Linked DNA regions of Sus scrofa: region 1 is linked to region 2. The links are chromatin contacts, called in public HiChIP or PLAC-seq maps. All regions are on one chromosome and are shown on one strand. Each heading gives the region's core, a stretch centred on a gene start, on an enhancer-like site or on the middle of the called end of the contact. The rest is flanking DNA. Distances are from core to core; before and after follow the strand shown. Region 1 holds the start of CNBD2 (cyclic nucleotide-binding domain-containing protein 2). Region 2 holds the start of ERGIC3 (endoplasmic reticulum-Golgi intermediate compartment protein 3).

Evidence for each region. HiChIP or PLAC-seq counts read pairs in DNA pulled down with a chosen protein or histone mark.
Region 1: a contact with region 2 is called in an H3K27ac HiChIP or PLAC-seq map of alveolar macrophages. The contact joins the promoter of CNBD2 here to the promoter of ERGIC3 in region 2. A contact is called at or near these places in 1 of 5 promoter capture datasets (liver) and 1 of 2 datasets of contacts at active chromatin or transcription factors (alveolar macrophages).

Annotation. Positions count from the first base shown.
Region 1 is chr17:39,241,340-39,247,596 of Sscrofa11.1, reverse strand. It overlaps CNBD2 (cyclic nucleotide-binding domain-containing protein 2), which reads right to left and starts at 2,222. Exons shown (of 13, transcript XM_021077743.1): 1 at 1,850-2,222. The coding sequence starts at 2,200. It overlaps SCAND1 (SCAN domain-containing protein 1), which reads left to right and starts at 1,969. Exons shown (of 1, transcript XM_003134419.4): 1 at 1,969-3,141. The coding sequence starts at 2,406. The coding sequence ends at 2,945. It overlaps PHF20 (PHD finger protein 20), which reads right to left. Exons shown (of 18, transcript XM_021078131.1): 18 at 5,024-6,257.
Region 2 is chr17:38,882,884-38,889,109 of Sscrofa11.1, reverse strand. ERGIC3 (endoplasmic reticulum-Golgi intermediate compartment protein 3) reads right to left here and starts at 4,280. Exons shown (of 14, transcript XM_021078263.1): 1 at 4,195-4,280; 2 at 3,591-3,661; 3 at 3,384-3,471; 4 at 3,045-3,164. The coding sequence starts at 3,638.

The DNA.
Region 1 (6,257 bases), core at 973-3,472, 360 kb before region 2:
TTGAGGCTAACTGGAACAAAGTATCTTGTCTAAAGGAAGGAGACAGCTCCTACTAATTGTTAACAGGCAGGAATGTGGGTGGGTCCAGTGTAGCCAGCTTGTCCACTTTTTCAAGAAAAGCTGGAAGTCCAGATTTGCACACAAAACCTCCCAGTTTTTACATGTTAGTAACTAAAAACAATAAAGGCCCAGTGTGATGACTTGCAAGGTTTTCAGGCTATGGAAAATGTTCTGTGAGGATCCATTTTAACACATTTGCAAGAGTACATCCTATGGGAGAGGCAAGTTTTATACCAGAGCCACTAGTATGTTGATGGTTGTTTAAACGGCCCATTCATTCTGCACAGAAATCAAAGGGACTGCAAGTGTCATAAAAAGCTTTCATAAGGGACCCGTCTCGTTCCTTAGTTTCCCTGTCTGTGAAATGGGGATACAAAGCATGCATCATCTCACTGACTTTTCATAACTACTAATGACATAAGTTCTATTACATCCAAAATGTACAGACAAGAAAACTCAGAAACAGCAGTTTAATGAAGACAAATATTTAAACAGCCCTTTCTTTCCAAAGTCTTTACTATTTAATCCTCTCAACAACTCTGGCCTATGGCAAATAGATTGGGATTCCACCAAGGCAGCCTAATTCCAACAGGGTAGCACAGTTTTACTTTTCAACATATATGTAATGGAAGCCATATATATAATTTAAAGTTTTTGGATTTCCCGTTGTGCCTCAGTGGGTTAAGAACCCAACTAGTATCTGTGATGATGCAGGTTCCATCCCTGGTCTCATTCAGTGGGTTAAGGATCTGGTGTAGGCCACATAGGCAGCTTGGGATCTGGCATTGCTGTGGCTGTGGCTTAGGCTGGCACTGCAGCTCAGATTCCACCCCTAGCCTAGGAACTTCCATATGCTGTAGGTGCGCCCCCCCCCATAAAAAATAGTTTTCTAGTAGGTCACATTTAAAAAGTAAAATGACACACATGAAATTTGACATTTATATACATATATATATATATTTAGTACCCATGGCATATGGAGGTTTCCAGACTAGGGGTCGAATCGGAACTGTAGCTACTGGCCTAAGCCACAGCCACAGCCACACAGGATCCCAGCGGCATCTGCAACCTACACCACAGCTCACAGCAATGCAGGATCCTTAATCCATTGAGCAAGGCCAGGGATCGAACCTGTGTCCTCATGGATGCTAGGTGGATTCATTAACCACTGAGCCACGACAGGAAATCCTGAATTATATATTTTATTTGACTCAATATATGCAAAATATTATCAATCCAACATGTAACAACAGAAAAAATTACGGCGACACTTTATCTTTTTCATACCAAGTCCTGTATATATGTCACGTTACAGGACATTCCCTTTCTGACTAGCCACATTTCAAGAACTAACGAGGTAAGCATACATACCTAGTGACCACTATATGGCAGTACACATTTAGTCTATTTAGTAATCCTAAAATTAAAAGCAAAACCTACAGCGCCACCTGTCCCTTGATTCCAGAGGACACGCAAAAAAAAAAAAAAAAAAAAAAAGTTCTTCAGCATTTACTTTGTGCCATGAGAAGGGCAAGTTTTACTCTGTGTGCTGAGGATCTTACACACGTTATCTGTGTCACTCCCTCTACCAGGCAGGTGTACTGCCCTCTTTCGACTGAGCGAAAGAACTTTCCCGAGTTGGGCCCTCCCCCTAATGCCTGACAGTCATCCCGCCGTCCCTTCTCTGCCACCTGCTGGGCCCCAGACCCCGCGAGCTCTGGCTCGCCTTCATCCCAATTAGGGTCGGGTAAAAAGGTGCGCATGCAGAGGCAGGGGCGGCGCAGGTCACCTGCCGGCCGAAGCCACCAAGTCGCATGATGACCCTTTTGGGCCCCTCCTCCTTGGGCCTGAGTAGGCGTTCCGGCACCGGCTCCTCCCCCGACTCCTCCTCCAACTCCTCCTCAGAGTTCTCCTCCTCAGAGTCATCCTCCGACACCTCCTCGGGTTCCTTCCCCGCCTCCTCCTTCTCCTCGAACTGGTGCTCGGAGGCGCCACCATCCCGAACTGACCATTGCACGCTTAGATTAGCCGGGTGCCCTGCTGTGGCCGCCGCCTCCTGGCGGGACTCGCGAACGCGAGGGGGCGCCGCGTCCTCGAGCCCAGACTCGGCTTCCGGGCGCTCGCGCACCGAGGTCATCATAGAGAAGCCAGCGGGGACGACCACTTCCGGCCGCCCCAGCCGCTTCGCCGGCGCTGGTAAGCTCACGGCGCCCCCCGCCCGCCTCCCTCAGGGTCTCGCGGACTCCGCCCTCTAGCGGAAACGTCTCCCTCCTTACCCAGCCCCCGCGCAGACGTAGTGCCGCGCCCTCAGCTGCGGGACAAAGAGTGACGTCCGTAGCGGAGTTATGGCGGCCACCGAGCTGAGCTTGGCGGCTACCGGGAGTCTCGCGCTGCCGTTGGGGAAAGAAGAAGGGGCCGGCCCGAGCTCAGGCCCGGAGCGTGACTCTGCGGACTCCTTCTCGACTCCTGAGGCCCCACCGCCTGCCCCCAAGCCCTCCAGCCCCAAGGCCGAGGTCGCCGAAGAGAATCCTACGCCTCACTCGGCCGCCTCCGCCTCCCTGGAGCTGCCCCTCGGGCCCGCAGCCCTGGGCTCCGCGTCGTTTGCCGAAGCAGCTCCGCGCTCACCCCCAGGCCCTGGCGGTTCCCGGCCCGGCCCAGAGACGTTCCGCCAGCGATTCCGGCAGTTCCGCTACCAAGACGCGGCAGGCCCGCGGGAAGCGTTCCGGCAGCTGCGGGAGCTTTCCCGCCAGTGGCTGCGGCCCGACATCCGCACGAAGGAGCAGATCGTGGAGATGCTGGTGCAAGAGCAGCTGCTCGCCATCCTGCCCGAGGCGGCGCGGGCCCGGCGGCTTCGCCGCCGCACAGACGTACGCATTACAGGCTGAGCAGCCGGGCTGCCGGCGGCCCGGCTCTCCATTCTGCGTTAATGAAAAACGAGTTTTGGCTGTTCCTGCAGTCTCGAGTGTCCTTTTCGGTCGTCCTTTGCAATGTTTATTTCCCCGAGCCTATTTCCAACCTTTCTGACTGGTGGCGAAATCAAGTTGGGAGCTCATGAGAATAAAGCCTTTCTTATTCACTTGACCTTCGTAGGTTTTGTGGAATCATTGGGTTGGCTAGGCTTGGGCCTCCACATCTGGGAAATTTTCTCCTGCGCGTTCCCTAGGACCCCACTTGGGTTTCCTTTGTTTGGTAATGTGGGTCCAGCAGCCTGGGTTCCGTATTCGCTCTACCCTCTCACTAGCTGGAATTTGAGCTTGTTTTCCTACCTAAGAGGGTAGATGATGGTTATAGTCTTACCTTATGACTGTGGGATGGTGCAGACAAATTGTTAGCTCTACTAAATACTCGTTTAAGTGGCCATTGCTGTATCAATACTGCCAAACTACTTGTCCCACCTGCCTGCCCTTTGGGCACTGGCTTCCCCAAAGGCCCAATTCATCAGGCTATTTTTTTTTTTTTTAATAGGCAAGAAACAGATTTATTAGGATAGGACGCTTGTGAGAGAAGCAAGCGGGCAGGTGAGCAAGCTTCACCCTGGAGGATACTGTGGGCCAGTTTTATCATCCATGGAAAGTGGGATTGGAAAGGCCCGCCTCTTCCTTCCTGGGAGAAGTAGCTCCTCCTTAGTATCTGATAAGGTGTGTATTCAAATCAGCTGAAGGGCGGTCCTCAAACTCTTGCTCTTGATCTGAATCTGAATGCAGGCCTCTGCGCATCCCCCACCTGAGGACCTGAGGCAATTCTCGCACCTCCACCCGTCTAACCAGCAAGCCTTGTTCTGATGGCTTTCTCCCAACGTCCCCCAGGTTTCCTTCTTTCCCTACTGGGACTTCTACAACCACCCAGGCCTACTCTATCCCTATCATGATCTGAGCCATGTCTGTGACCTACACCTGAGCTCTCCAGATTCTCGACCCACTGAGAGAGGCCAGGGATCAAACCTGCATCTTCATGGATACTAGTCAGATTCGTTTCCGCTGAGCCACAATGGGAAATCCATCAGGCTATTTTAGTAATTGTTTTAGCGCAGGTCCTTACAGAGATAGGCTAGTTATTACTGTTTGTGAGTCTGGTTTAGGCCTCCAAACTCACCTTAACAAATTTTAGGCCTCACAAATGATTTAAGGGGCAGATATAGTGTGAACTAATGGATTACGCTGCTGGAGCTACTCATTTTAATGTCTCTCCAACTGCTTCCCTAATTGTTCAGGAAGGGAAGAAGGAATTTAGTAAGTAATAGGGAAGCTCTGCAATATAACCCTAAAGCCTACTCTGTTCCTTGAGTCTTCTGCCCACCCAGGAAAGAGTTTCATTAGGGTTCACAGACTGGATTGGTCTCAGAAGGGTCCTAGTTGCAGTGGGTGCCATCTTTTAATGTAAGAAAGGCCAGACTTGTCTTCCCTGCACCACTTTCAACAAAAAGCTAAGCCTGTAGCTCACCACAGTACATCTGCCAGATTGGGCTAGAGGCTGGTAAGGGTCATTTTACTTTTTAATATTAAAGACACTGGAGTTCCCGTCATGGCTCAGCAGAAACGAATCTAACTAGGAACTGTGAGGTTGCGGGTTTGATCCCTGGCCTCGATCAGTGGGTTAAGGATCTGGCGTTGCCGTGAGCTGTAGGCTGCAGACATGGCTCGGACCTGAGGTGGCTGTGGTTGTGAGGAAGGCCAGCAGCTGTAGCTCCCACTGGACCCCTAGCCTGGGAACCTCCCTATGCCAAGAGTGCGGCCCCAAAAAGCAAAAAAAGAAAAGAATAAAAAATAAATTACTAAAGACACTTAAATGAATTCCAAAGTATTTTGCATACTTCCTTGGGATTTTGGATTTGAGCTTGCATCTGCCTCCCTGCAGAAGATAAATCTATTTAGAATGTAAAAGAATTCCTTTAAAAGATAATGTTTATAGAAAATTAATGCACATTAAAAATAGGGTAGAGAACTATAATTCAAAAACAAATGACTGAAACATAGCAACAAAAACCTGCTTTATTTTTTTCCAAATACAGATACAGAAGTTTGCATGTTTTGCAAATATTGCTTCAAAGCAACATTTCTATATACAGCGCCTTCTGTTCTAATAGCGTAAACAGATATGTATCCACAGTGCAATGTTGGCTGATCAAGGGTCCACCTTGCATACACTCATTACTTAAAGAAACAAAATGATTAGTCAAACCAGAACTGCTTGTGTCAAGGCAATTTTTTTTTTTTTTTTAAATAGGTGGATGGTTTTTCTCAAAAGAAAACTTAGGTAGTGTACATATTTCTAAATGGTAACAGTAATATTTGCAAATAACAGTTTCCAGTGCTCCAACTTGCGGTTAATTCAACTTGACCCAGGAAGTGGGGATAGAGTCCCGCAACATGGCTTTAAATTAGGGAAGCACACTTTATCAGAACTTGGAGTCATCTCTGCCTCCCTAAGGACAAAAGTGACAATGAGTGAAATGGGATTATTTCCTTTACAAAAAGCATACAATAAACCCAACAATGGCCACTTGGCAAAATTAGGGTAATTCAGTTTCTGCTTCCATCTTTAATAAAAACATGAGATTGACTACCTTAAAGTTACAGCTTCCCCAGAGGTGATGCCCAGATGTGCTTTCAGAAAAGAAAAAATGGTAATCCAAATAATTTAAGTCACCATACCTCACAGTTGTAGCTACCGAAAATCATCCTGTTTCTTCCCTTTTCAGACGAGCATCACACAGTTATTACAATGTGGCTGTCTGATAAATTAAGCAAAACATAGATGTCATGCACACTCCTTGAACATTTCCTCCCACACCAGAAATACCAACGTTAGCAATGGGAAACAACCCTTGAAGAGGAATTGTGTCACCTTTATTATAGACGTCATAGCCACATGTATTCCCTCTGATGGATAAGCTACAGCAGGTCAACTTGTCCTAAATTCATTTTATATCAAATGATGAATTAAATCACTAGACAGAGCATTCCCTGAAACAAAATCTTGGTACAGAGGCCTTCATGACCACAACGACCTGTGCCTTAAAGCCTAACCATTCCAAAGGTTGCTGGAAATACTGTCATTGCTATTGAGATATTGGCTACTTTTCGTTTACATAGTAAATATTTGCAGCATATAACATTACAGATTCATAAACCCATAATTAACTCGTGAGTGTTAATGGACAACTGTGCTTTGATTTTTGCCTTCAGTGATAAGAAAAC
Region 2 (6,226 bases), core at 3,031-5,530:
CCTAAGCCAAAGACTGAACCCTCATCACAGCAGTGACAAGGCCAGATCTTTAGCCACTAGGCCACTAGGGAACTCAAACAGACAGTTTTCCTTTTTTTTTTTTTTGGGGGGGTCTTTTTGTCTTTTAGGGCCACAGCTGCAGCATATGGAGGTTCCCAGGCTAAGGGTCCAATCGGTTCTGTAGCCACCAGCCTATGCCACAGCCACAGGAATGTAAACTGGTACAACCATTACGGAAAACAATATGGAAGTTCCTCAAAAAATTAAACACAGAACTACCATATGTTCTAGCAATCCCATTCCTGGGTCTACATACAAAAAAAAAGGAAGGGAGGGTGGGAAGGAAAAAAAGGAAGAAATCAGTATCTTGAAGAGATAGCTATAGTCCCACATTTATCGCAGCATTATTCACAGTAACCAAGACATGAAAACAACCTAAGTGTCCATCATTAGATGAATGGATAAAGAAAATGTGGTATATATTTAAAATGGAATATTATCCAGTCATTAAAAAGAAGAAATCCTGGGAATTCCTGTCGTGGAGCAGCAGAAACGAATCCGACTAGGAACCATGAGGTTGTGGGTTTGATTCCTGGCATCGCTCAGTGGGTTAAGGATCCGGTATTGCCGTGAGCTGTGGTGTAGGTCACAGATGTGGCTTGGATCTGGCGTTGCTGTGTCTTTGGTGTAGGCCAGCAGCTACAGCTCCACTTAGACCTCTGGCCTGGGAACCTCCATATGCTATGGGTGCACCCCTAGAAAAGGCAAAAAGACAAAAAAAAAAAAAAAAAAAAAAAGAAGGAACTCCTACTGTTTGCAACAACATAAATAAACTTTGAGGGCATCATACCAAGTGAAATAAGTCAGAGAAAAACAAATACTGTACGATCTCATTTATATGTAGAATCTGTATCTGCAGAAACAGGGAGTAGATTGGTGGTTGCCAGGGGCTGGGGGGTGGGGGCGGTGAGGGAAATGGGGAAATGTTGGTCAAAGGGTACAGACTTTCAGTTGTAAGAAGAGTTAGCTCTAGGGATCTAATGTACAGCACAGTGACTGTAGTTAACAATATTGTATGTATTCTTGCAAGTTGCTGAGAGTAGCTCTTACATGTTCTCACCACACATACAAAAAAGGTTAAGTGTGTGAGGTAATGGATGTCTTACCTACTGTGTAATCATCTTACAATATAATCATGTTGTATATCTTAAATTTACCTGATGTTATATTTCAATAATACCTCCACAAGGCTGGAAAATAAATTCTATGATCCACTGCTGTAATTATTCTCTTGCCCATAAACCATGGCTCACTTGCTCCTCTCTTTTTTTTTTTTTTTTTGTCTTTTTGCTATTTCTTTGGGCCGCTCCCGAGGCATATGGAGGTTCCCAGGCTAGGGGTCGAATCGGAGCTGTAGCCACTGGCCCTACACCACAGCTCACGGCAACGCTGGATGGTTAACCCACTGAGCAAGGGCAGGGACCGAACCCGCCACCTCATGGTTCCTAGTCGGACTCCTTAACCACTGCACCACGACAGGAACTCCTTTTTTGTTTTTTTTTCCTCTCTCTTTCTTCATTGTAAAAGCCGAGCAAAACTCAAATCCTAGTTGAGTTCTCGTCTACTTCTTGCCTATGCCTCCCTTAAGACTGCTGCCAATTTTACTTCAGTTCACGCTCCCATTCTTCAGGATGACGAATTTATATCTTTTTCTCTCTCCTTAGGCTTCCAAAAATCCCTTTCTCTTTCTTCACTCTGAGCTAATGACCTTCCTTTCAATCTCCATTAAAAAAAAAGAGAAGCAATTGAACCTCAATCTCACCACCAAACCCACCAACGCACACTGCACACGCGCTCTCTTCCAGCCCCCACCCTACTTCTTTGCTCTCTTTTATAGCAAAACTCCTGGAAGGATCATCCACATATGATGACTCCACATCCTTTTCTTCTCTTTAATTAGGTTTTCATCCCCAGCGGTACCAAAACAATTCCTTTCAGTCTCCAATGACCTCTGTGTTGCCAACTGAAATGGTCAGAACAACCCAACCAAGCCATTGCTGAATTCCTGACCCACACAAACTGAAGAAAATAATGTTTGTTGTATTAAGCCACTAGTTTTGGGGGTAATTTGTTATATAGTAGTGGATACACAATATCCCCCCGCTTCTCTCAAATGCACACAGAAATCCTCTTCCTCCTCTCTGATCATCAAATCATTCATTTGCTCAGACCAAAGCCCTAGAATCAACCTTGACCCATCAATCTTACCGCAAATTCTATGGGTTTTACCGGTGTTGAACATATATTTGTTGAACAAACACATAATAAAGCTCATGAATAGAACAATCCCAAAGGTGTGACAAATCATAGCTTTCAAGAAGGTTTTGTTATGGAGGGAAACTTAGTTAATGGAGGCAGTGGGAGGTCACCTGGAGAGAGGAATAGAAGCTAAAAGTGAACAGCCACCCTTTACTAGTAGGCCTTGTACACATATTAACTTTATTTGCTCCTACAATTCCAAGTGGTGGGTACTACTGTTTATCACTAACTTAAGAGCTGAGGTCACAAACAGCAAGAGACAAAGCTACATCTGAACTCAGGCAATTTCATGCAAGAACCTTAAGCCATCCTGCATTCCAAAGGGAATATCATTATGGGCTGAATTCTGTCTATGAAGTGTGGAAGCAAACACCCAGAGAAGCTTGGGTTCACCTAGAGGAGTTCTGCCAAGGCAACAGCACATAGAACCGATCCTCAAACTTCTGTTACTCAAACCACAATAAGCAGGGATTGGGGGTCCGCTAAGAATGACAGCCATGTAGAGTACTCTTCTTAATACATACAGGCTGGAAACCTGGATTTCAGTCCACTCTGATTCTTAACGGGGCCGGTGGGGGAGGGGGGACCCTAGGCAAAGCCACTTGACTTCTGTGGGTTCTAGTTGCTTCTTTTGTCACTGGGCTGGCCACACCCACTTGCCAGAAAGTAGGGCTTGGAAGAGCCCAGCTCTGGAATTTGATATCTGGCCTCTTGCCCCCATTTACCATGACGCTCCGCCTCTGAGCTCACGGGGATGCCATCCTTATCTAGCCGCTGCTTGAACAGGTTGTGTTCTACATCCAGCTGCTGTTCCCCAGCTACATCCATGGCATCGATGCTCAGATCTGGAAGCAGGAAGTCAGGGTAAGGGACTGGGATCCTAAAGACAGGGAATCTGGGTTTTGGAGGGTGAGGGGATGCTGGGCTTGTCTTGGGGCAGCAGTGGATGAGGGGAAGGAGGTTGTCCTGGGGTCCAGTCTGGAACCTAAGACTGGAGGCTTGAACCTGGAGGCCCACCTGAGAACCCTGGAACCTGCAATTCCCACCTATGGCGAGGTACTCACAGGCACAAGGCATGTGCGGGAAAAGCACATCGATGTTGATCTTCAGTTTATCTCCCCGGGACTTGTCCACGTAGAGTTCAGGATGCACCTGGGGCAGCACAACCTCAGTAAGAGTTGGCCCCAAGCCTTTCCTTTCCTCTTCCCATCACTAAATCTCATATTCCTAGAATGCCAAGCCCCGCCCACGTGCTAGGCACCGCCCCTTACCTCAGTGGTGAGGTAATACTGCAGCTCAGACAGGAAGAGTAGCAGCATGAGAAGGCCACTGACAATGGTCACTGCAGGGCAAAGAGCGAGAGTCAGAACGGCCTCTGTTCCACTCCCTCAGCCCCCAGCAGGCCGGGCAGGTTCCAGGAGCCACGGCCAAACTCTAGGAGACCTCTCTCCCAGCGACCCTGACCCCGCCACGGCCTACCCGTGGCGCCCCCGCAGGTCTTGACCCGGAAGTCCTCTAGAGTCTTGGGGTAGGCATCGAACTGCTTCAGCTTCCCCAGCGCCTCCATGGGGACCAGCCGGAAAGGGGACGCCAGCGGACCCGCCCCCGCGGCCTGCCGCTTCCGGCCGAGCGCTTGAGCTACGCCCCCTCTCTTTCCTCACGCAGGCGCAGAAAATCTCACGCTTGGCCCCACCCCTCTCTCGCGTTCTCACTCGGGTCGCCCCGCCCTCTGGGTGCCGGTCTTATTTGTGTTCTGCGCTGCCTTCAAGGCCGGGATCTTGAGCTCCGGTGGGGCGGGTGGGGTTCCTTATTTGGAGCAGGATAACCCGAGGGGGAATCTGCTACGTAGGCACAATAATAGCATCATTCACTTACCTTATGCCGGGAATTGCGCCCCGAGTTTCACACCAGACCCTTGGAACAACTTGGAACCTCCTAGAACAATGGTTCTCAAAGTGTCCCCCACCGGCAGCCTCATTATCACCTGAAACTAATCAGAGACGCAAATTATCGTGCCCTAACACAAACCTGCTGAATCAGAAACGCTAGGAATTGTTCCCAGGTGAATTGCAGTTAGAATTTTAGAATCACCCCTGTAAAGTAGATGTGACTTTTTTTTTTTTTTTTAAATGGTTACACCCAAGGCCAGGGATTGAATCTTTGCCAAAGCTGCGACAATGCCAGATTCTCAATGCCAGATTCTTTAAGCCACAGGGCAGGGCTGGGTATCCAACTCCTGCCTCCACAGTTACCTGAGCCGCTGCACTTGGATTCTTAACCCACTGTCCAACAGCAGGAACTCCTAGGTGTGACTTTTATATCCATATTCTGGAGGAGAAACTGTGGCATGGAGAAGCTAAGTAACTTGTCCTAAATCACAGCATTAATTGGCAAGGCCTGGTTCCAAACTTCTGGACCTCAAAGTGCTCTGAGACCAGGGCCTTTGGGTTGATTTTACCCAAACAGCCTCTCAGTGCATGGCTAGTAGAGGTGCATGGTGAAATCATTTCAGTGGCATCATTTCAGGAGCTTTTTTTTTTAGCTTGCACCTGTGGCATATGGAAGTTCTTGGGCTAGGGGTGGAACCTGAGCTTCAGCTGCTGGCCTCTGCTACAGCCTCAGCAACACTGGATCTGAGCCACATCTGTGACCTCTGCCTCAGCTTGTAGCAATGCAGGAGACTTAACCCACTGAGCGAGGCCAGGAATTGAACCTGACACATCAGGTTCTTAACCCACAGAGACACCACGGGAACTCCAGACCAGAGCTTTGATAAGAGATGGTACAGCAGACAGTGGGCAGAGTTCCTGGGAAAAAGTGACTGATAAACTGGGTTAGGGAACGCTTCCAGGGATAGGAGATGGGACACAAGCTGGGTGCCTTGTAGTAGTCTGACTCAAGAGAAGCTTGAGTCCCCCTTCTGTCCCTGGAGTTTGCCAGGAAGGGGAGAAGGAAAGGACTAATTCATATTAACTGAAAACTGACAATATGCCAACTGCTGTCATCCATTCTACATCAGAACAACCCTGGGAAGTAGGTGCTATTTCAAACCTTACTTTATAGATGAGGAAGCAAAGAAATGGATTTTGCCCAAGGTTATGGAGGTAGTTAATGGGGCAAAGCTGGGGTCCAAAGTCTGGTTTTTCTGTCTCCCGAGCCTGGGTCTTTTCCATGCATTAGCTACCATCACCAAGTGCAAGAGAAGTTTATTCTCAGATAGATGCCTAGGGACAACCATAACAGAAATTGTCCTCTCCTTTCTGCCTCATGTCCATTCTGTGCCCATTTGTTACCAGAAGGGGGACCCTTTCAAGGGCCTGAGAATGGGCTCTTGTCAAAACACTCAGAAATCAATTGTCTGAGGAGACATACCTACTAACAAAACAAAAGTATTGAAAAGGGGCACCTGGGCAGAGGGCAGCAGGGTAAGGGAACACAGGAGAACTCCCACGTGTCTAGCAGTCTCAGGGTTTATGATAATGGGGTTAGCTTTCCAGGTTGTTTCTGGTTAATCATCTTACTTGTACCTGTATTTGGTCTGTATTAGGGTCCTTCCTGGCAGTACTCACATCTCTCAGCGAAGATGGATTTCAGCATGAAGGTTTCTGGGAAGTTGGTAGGACATATTGTGGACCAGCACCTCCTTCCTCCTTTTGGCCCCTCCCAGATTCTCCCGGTTAGTTTGTTCCTTATCAAGAACTCCTGTTGTGAGATAGCGCATGCAAACCATTATTATTGTGCTTGGCCAAGGTGGGTAGTTTTGGTCAATGGTTCCCTAACAACTCTCTCTTGAGAGACTTCCTACTCAAGATACTTCTTGGAAACTGGGTTAGAAGTCTCTTTCTTCTGTAGCTACTGCCCGCTGGGTGTGGACATAGTCCTACCTCGTAGAATAGAAGTCTCTCTT